2 separate regions of the Hordeum vulgare genome follow, and region 1 is linked to region 2. The links are chromatin contacts, called in public Hi-C maps. All regions are on one chromosome and are shown on one strand. The core of a region is the stretch at or near the end of the contact, and the rest is flanking DNA. Distances in the headings are between cores, read along the strand shown. Region 1 holds the start of LOC123442897 (protein NDL1-like). Region 2 has its middle 61 kb from the start of LOC123442897.

Region 1 (4,007 bases), core at 679-3,178, 61 kb after region 2:
GTGTACGTACGTGTATGTGAGTAGATGCAATTATACTATGTTAAAAAAATAAAAAATGCGAGTGAAAAGAATGTAAATGAACGACATCCAAGCAAAAACAAACTCTCAAATAGGACGAACAACTAAGCATAAACCGATGATTTTTTCAAAGCTCCAAGACCATGATATTATTGCCAAAAAAAACTCATATCTATTATAATAAAAGTTCATCATGAGCACAAAGCACTCTTAATACAATGCAAACTACATTGATGTCTGCGAACCATCGAACGAGCACTACTGTCACTAGAATGAGCGAATGACACGTTGTAGTCATCGCTCTTCTCTTGTTAGGTCATTCACCATCTCTTGTTATTAAATATCACTCTTCATTTGAGAAAGATTAATTCTTTTTATAGTGATTTTTTTTATGTTGTGGCCTATCTCATTACAAAATTTGCCTCAAATACTGTTAAGAGTAATCGTACTTAGCTCGAAACTAGCTTGAGATCGACTTGAGATCGTTACAAGCTAAGCATGAGCCACTTTCTACAACTCGACCTTAAGCTTTGCACATTTTGAGCTTGCTGGAATTTTAATATGGGTTGAGCTGATCCTAGACCAAATTTTTTGAACTCGGCTCGTTTGCATCCCTAAATAGTCAGGTATTCTTGGTGTATGTGCCTCTAAAGACAAGCGGCCTATAGTTGTAGTCGTCAACATTGAAACCCCGAATCAAGCCGAAGCACATGTCACCAGAACTCGTCGACACGCACAACAAGAGACCCCACCTTGCCGCCCCAGAAGACCACATGAATATGTCTTGGAAGAGCTTTGTCCTGTTGAATGAATTTGAGGTGGGTGCCCAAAAGAACATCTCGGCGACGAAGCACCACCATCACGGAGTATCGCCTCTGCAAGGTCCACACCATCCTCGCCCCGCCATCCTGATGGTACGAAACACCACCGGAGCAAATGCAAATTAGTGAAGAATTTATTCCATGCCAATGGTGCCATCGTCGTCTGGTTGCCGCCGATCGGCAACCCTTAAACTATTCTCGTTGTCGAAGCGATAAATGGAAGGAGACGGTTAATGTCCTGGAGGTGGGTAGATCGGCACTGCCCCCTTTTTTTTGTCTTGGTAGCGATAGTAGGGAGGAAAAGACCCTCCATAGCTCTATAACCATTTGATCTTCAAGGCACTAGATTGGATGTCTCATAGTGTATATGAATCGAAATGAAATTCCAACCTATAACAATGAACTCTCAAAAAAGTACACATTCTATGTGTAAGCATCCATCCATGAGTCATGAAAAGCTCCATGAACCATAACCATTTGATCTTTAAGGCACTAGATTGTACTATGTCTCATAGTGTATATGAATCGAAATGAAATTCCAATCTATAACAATGAACTCCCAAATAGTACACATTCTATGAGTCATGAAAAGCTCCATGAACCACAATCTCCACAACACTGGATTGCATGGCACATAACCTTTTGTGAACAACGCGAACTCCAAACTAAAAGAACAAAGCTTGCCAAACTATAAATAGCACACAAACTTTTGCACTGTGGAAACGAGAAGAAAAATAGACGACATCGCATTGACCATTGGACTGGAAAAAATAGGCCATGGACTGCGAATTCCCAACGCGTCCCACGAGGGCCGAAACGGGCGTGCCCGTAGCAGACCGCCCGTTGCCCACGCCTTCACACCGGCGGAGCGGAGCAAAACGCTAGGGCCACACGCAGTTCAGACGCACGACCCCACGACGCCCGTCGACATGTGGGCCCGCCCAAAACGAGCCAACAACGTGTGGATCTAAAAAACTAGTCTCCGGCTTGTCCCATTCTAGTCACCCACCGGTAAGCTCACCGCCGTCGGTGGCGAGTTTATTTCTGGGCCGCGACGCCCTCGCGTATATATGCACGCGATAGACGCCAAGGGTGGGGGGAAGGAGGAGACAGAGCGAGAGAGCCGGAAGAGGAAGAGGAAGAGGCGAGCGACGACGACGACGAGGAGGAGGAGGAAGGGGTTGTTGGTGGGCTGTTGAGAGGAAGCTTCTGGAAGCCGCCATGGGGGACTCGAGCGGGTCGGTGTCCATCGACGTGGAGCGGATCTACTTCGGCGGCAAGGTCCGTGCTCGCATTCCGGTTCTTGATTGATTGATTCCCCTCCCTCGGTTCGACGGTGGGCGCATTCTTGCGCGGAGGATTGATTTGTGTAGGGCGAGCTCCGTGGGGGGTTTCTGTTTGCTTGTTTGGTTCGTTGGGGTGGTTGGGCAGAGGAGCTTGTTCTTGCTGATTTCTGCCCCTTTATTGTTATCCCCACCTCTTCTTAATCAGTTGCAAAAATTGAGGAGGATGATAGCATGCCATATTGCTAGCATGCTTCCTCTGTGGGGGGAAACCACAAATTGTACTATTATGGATTAGAAATATTAGCTGCTGCGTGGCTTGTTTGTTGTGGTTGCAATTTGCAATGCTGGTCATGAGTAGGAACAAGAAGAAACCAGGCTTAGAATTTAAGGGTATTTCATTTTGAATGTGTAATTGCAACGGCCCCTGGTTTACGATTACAAGCATGCGAAGCAACGTCAGGAAGCGTGCTCATGCTATTTCTGTGTGTTAAGCAAACGCATGGCGCCTGCCTGCTTGCTTTACCAAGGAAGGAGCATCTCTGGTCAATTTTGGGGGATGGTCTAAATTGGAATGGCTTGTTTACAGCTGTTGCTAAATACGTTTCCTTGTGCCATGTGATTTATCAGGAGCATCCTGTGAGAACAAGATACGGCCCTGTATCTGTATCCGTGTACGGAGACGAAGACAAGCCAGCGCTCATAACGTACCCGGATGTAGCTCTGAATTGTGAGTGCTGTCGTTTTCTTTGTGGTTGGTGTTATAAATTTTGATATAATACCAGGGTTGCTCATGTGTTGTATTCCTGTTTGGTAGACATGTCCTGCTTCCAAGGATTGTTCTTCTGCCCAGAGGCTGCGTCCCTGTTGCTTCACAATTTTTGTATCTACCATATTACTCCTCAAGGCCATGAGGTCAGTAGTCATCATCATCTGTTCCTCCATGTTTTACATGGTCATCTGCCATTCTGCCCCTATGACCTCTGGTTCTTACATGTTTGTCTTTCATGGCATCTGCTGTCTTACAGTTGGGAGCAGCTCCGATTCCATCGGATGTACCTGAGCTATCTGTTGATAATCTCGCGGATCAGGTCGCGGATGTTCTTGATTTCTTCGGGTAAAATATCTGATAATTGGCTTACTTTCTTGTTATCCTGTCGGTGCCTAAAGGAGTCCTCTGATGTTATTGTGGCATTGTTCTTGCAGTTTAGGGTCTGTGATGTGCATGGGTGTCACCGCCGGTGCCTACGTGCTTACCCTCTTTGCAGTAAGTGGTTGCACGATTAGTCCTTTAAAGCTTGCTATCTGATTTTGGCTAACGATTTGTTTTATATGTTATCCCAGGCAAAGTACAGGGAAAGGGTTCTTGGCCTGATGTTGGTTTCACCTCTATGCAAAGCCCCATCTTGGAGTGAGTGGTTGTATAACAAGGTAACAATTGACACTTCAGTTTCAGCCATGAATTTATCAGTGCCTTAGTACTTATTGGTGTATACTAACCTCATATTCTGGTCTTTCAGGTATTGCTAAACTTACTTTATTATTGTGGTACTAGTGGACTAGTGAACGAATGCCTCCTTCAGCGGTATTTTAGCACGGTATATTTCGTCCTCCATTAGCTTGTTCTGTTTACACCTTGTACAGGAAGTTCCACTGAACATCTTTTTTCTGCTACGTACAGGAAGTTCGTGGTAGTGGACAAGAACCTGAATCGGAAATTGTCCAGGCCTGTAGAAGTGTAAGTATTTTTCTCCCCTTTGCAGCTTTCTAGTGTTTTTTCTAGAATGTCAATTATCTCTACAGTTTCAATATCTGACTGAGGTCATGATTACCTTTTTATGCAGTTACTTGATCAGAGGCAGGGTGTTAATGTATGTCGATTCCT
Region 2 (3,526 bases), core at 324-2,823:
TTGTGCAAAATTATGGTTTGACGTCAACAAGGAACATGAGCTCAGAGGAGTGCTTGGGTATGTTCTTGTGGATAGTTGGTGGTCCTCAATCCGTTAGCCAAGTGGAGAATCGATTCAAGCGGTCAACCGAGGTAATACACAGGAAATTCAACCATGTGCTAGAGTGCTTGAACAAGATGGCTGTAGATACTATTAAGCCAAAAGATCCGGACTTCAGAGACGTGCATGAAAGGCTTCGAGATTCTAGATTTTCACCTCACTTTGATGATTGCATTTGTGCAATTGATGGGTCTCATATCCCTGTGGTTGTTCCCGCTGAAGAGATAGTGAACCATGTTGGTCGGCATGGGTACCCAACACAGAATATCATGGCAGTATGCGACTTTGATATGAGATTCACCTCTGTAGTTGCGGGATGGCCAGGGTCGGCACATGACACAAGAATATTTAAGGATACTTTGGTCAAGTATGCAACCATGTTTCCACACCCGCCGAAAGGTAACATTACAATTGTCTATTGTATTATTACATTACCATAATACAATACCATAGTACATAACAATACATGTGTTGTTTTTCAGGTAGGTACTATCTTGTTGATTCGGGTTATCCAAATTGTGAGGGATATCTAGCTCCATACAAGTCGACAAAATACCATGTGCCAGAATTTATCCATGGTGATCCCCCCAATGGTAAAAAAGAAATCTTTAACCATGCCCATTCGTCGCTACGCAATGTCATTGAGCGTGCATTTGGTGTGTTAAAGATGAAGTGGCGTATTTTATTGCATATGCCATCTTACCCCTGTGACAAGCAAGCTTTGATCATTGTTGCTTGTATGGCACTTCATAATTTTATCAGGGACAACCACTTGAGAGATAAAGAGTTTGATAGATGTGATCGTGATGAGTACTACATGCCAGGAGATCTACTACCTCCACCTACTGGTCGGGTATCTAACATTGTGCATGGTGATGATGCTCTGATGAAAGTAACCAGGGAGAGAATAGCTGATGGATTATTGGCAGCTACAGATGAAGTTTAGTTTTACGCACTACTTTTGAGTGATGGTTGATGTACGTTTAGGATGATTGTTGGTAATTGAACGTACATTTTGAATGATGGTTTCAATTTTTAAAATATTTTACATTAATTACGATCCGTAAAGCTGCCCAAACAGCAAAGTAAACAAACAGGTAGATTCTAATTCTCAGATCCCACAGCAGGGTAAACAAACAATCTGCTTCTGATTTCAGAAATCAAGAATCACAGCTGATTCTCAGAAATCAGGATTGACAGCAGAATCTCAAAATCCAAAGCCCAAACAAAGGGGGCCTTAATAGGGACCGGATTCGGCTGTAGATGCTCTGACTGTAGCCTCGCCGGGATTACGTGTGGAGCTTGGACCGAACAGCTACGTCGTGGCGCGCGCCGCCGCGGCTCTAGCTACGCGTCGGGACCCGGCTAGCCGGCAAGGGCACGCGGCGCATGCAGCCGGCAAGGGACTCATGTTTAACGCGCCAACCGCATGTGTGCGTACGTGCACAGCGCCCAGTCGACTTCCGCGCGCGTGGCCTGCGTGGCCCTGTGCCCTGTCGGTGGATGATCGGTGACGGTGAGTGACCACTGACCAGTTCGCGTCGCTGTTTCTCTGACGATCAACACGGAGGCCAGATTAATCCGATCCATCCACACAGTGACCACGCCTCCTCAATCAATCAACCCGGTGCCATGCCCCATGAGTTGTGCGAAACCGAGCACGGTACTCAGCAATTGAATACTGCTCCACACTCAGTCTTTACTCGTGGGCTATCCGTTTCAACACGTTTATTATGCACCGGAGAGCATAACGTAACCGGGATTAACTAGTGTGTTATAGATATGGTTGGATTAGATTCCGGGGGATTTGTGGTATCTTGCATGTGACAAAGATACGAAATCGTAAGATTGTCTCCTCACCATCATCTCCGTGCATGTGGCTCGCAATCATGAAAAAGGCTAGGCCGCTAGCTAGCAACACACAGTTGCAACGCCCGGTGGTTTGCAAGTTGTTGGAACGAATGGCTCACCTTCGTCCATCCTAGCTTAACACCTCCTCACTTCGTCCCGAAATATTTATCGTAGAAATGAATTTATCTAAAAATATTTTAGTTTTACATATATCTATTTTTATTAATTTATATGATAAATAGTTTTAAACGAAAGAAGGATTTTCAGACTTAAATTTGACCATCAATTGAAAAAAAACAAGACCGGTCTGGGCTAGACTAGCCTATTGGCATTTTTTTTTAAAACTCTATGAACACAAAGCGCTTGAACCGAGACTCAAACACTGATGGGTTGGCTGCGAACTCCCGCGCCTTGACAACTAAGTTACGCTTCGTTTTCTCTGACCATTTGTTACACTCATGAAAATAGATTATACTCCTATATCATGAATAATGTGCTATTATATTCATAGTTACATTCAAAAAATAGAATTATATTATACTAGCACAAATATATGTGCGTTGCAGAGAAAAATATTGTTATCTTTCTCATGCGTCCACCTATTAATGTCTACCCCGCTCTATTGTTCGCCTTTCTCTCTCGAAGAGCAACCATAGTACCCCGGATAGCGAAATTCTTCGCATTCATCAGCAAGTCGTTTAATTAACCATCATTCAATTAGCCCACAGTGGATAGCATATTCCTTCCTTCTTTTAGCATGACTCATTCTTCTTCTCACGTTGTCGTTGTTATTCTTCGCTTAATGATTTTCAAGCCGATTTATTGAGTTAGATCGATAACAAGTAAGTCCAAAACGTATATAAATTGATGGTTTTGGTTCTAAAGGGATGAGGTGGTGCTATTTAATTGAAAATATAAAGAACCCATTTAATGAAATGGTATTTTTTCCAGGCCCAACAGAGACTCAACGCAGCTTGTTTAATGTAATGGTAGTCGGCCTACTTGGATCATAGGTTACAAAAAAGGGAAATGATATTTAGAAGCGCCGCACGGTGAACATCTCGTGCGGCGGCTTGCATGCTCTCTTCTCATGCATGCATGCAATGATGTTATCAAATTCGTTTTAAATGATCGAAATTCAAAAACTTTTATGTCTTAAACTGTTAATTGGATCGATGATCTGTTTTCGCCGTTGACTTTGTTTCGATAAAATCTTTAAAACTAGATCCCATGTCGACGTGCTTTTATAAAAAAAAATTGCTCGTACTTACCACATTTGCTGTACTTACTTGTCATATTAGTAAGTACTTACTTGTCTGATAAAAAATAACTTAATCCTTAATTTTTTTGAAAATTGCGTATAAATATGACATCTCGACATAATCAAAATGACAAGCACAAACAACTTTTTTAGACGATTACGCGCAAAAATATGGCAACTCGGCATATTTAAAACCGATGACAAAAAAACTTTTCTGATCATCATTTATAAATATGATAACTCAGCATAGTTAAACTAACAAGCACACACAAAGTATTTTTTTGGCAAAATTGTACGTAAATATGACAAGTTTGC

Evidence for each region. Hi-C and Micro-C count contacts between places; a contact is called where the count stands out from the background.
Region 1: a Hi-C map of leaf shows a contact between it and region 2, with 4 times the contacts expected there. The contact joins the promoter of LOC123442897 here to the enhancer-like site in region 2. A contact is called at or near these places in 1 of 6 Hi-C or Micro-C datasets (leaf) and 1 of 1 datasets of contacts at active chromatin or transcription factors (embryo).

The regions. Positions count from the first base shown.
Region 1 is chr3H:44,827,096-44,831,102 of MorexV3_pseudomolecules_assembly, forward strand. It overlaps LOC123442897 (protein NDL1-like), which reads left to right and starts at 1,929. Exons shown (of 11, transcript XM_045119077.1): 1 at 1,929-2,120; 2 at 2,753-2,852; 3 at 2,940-3,037; 4 at 3,151-3,239; 5 at 3,329-3,389; 6 at 3,467-3,553; 7 at 3,643-3,720; 8 at 3,804-3,860; 9 at 3,967-4,007. The coding sequence starts at 2,061.
Region 2 is chr3H:44,766,453-44,769,978 of MorexV3_pseudomolecules_assembly, forward strand. No RefSeq gene overlaps it. Among protein-coding and RNA genes, the nearest start is that of LOC123442897, 61 kb to the right of the region's middle. Within about 2 kb of position 1,574, at least 3 of the 3 cell types and tissues checked have open chromatin away from gene starts, as enhancers often do. A contact at or near this core is called in leaf, where this site is marked.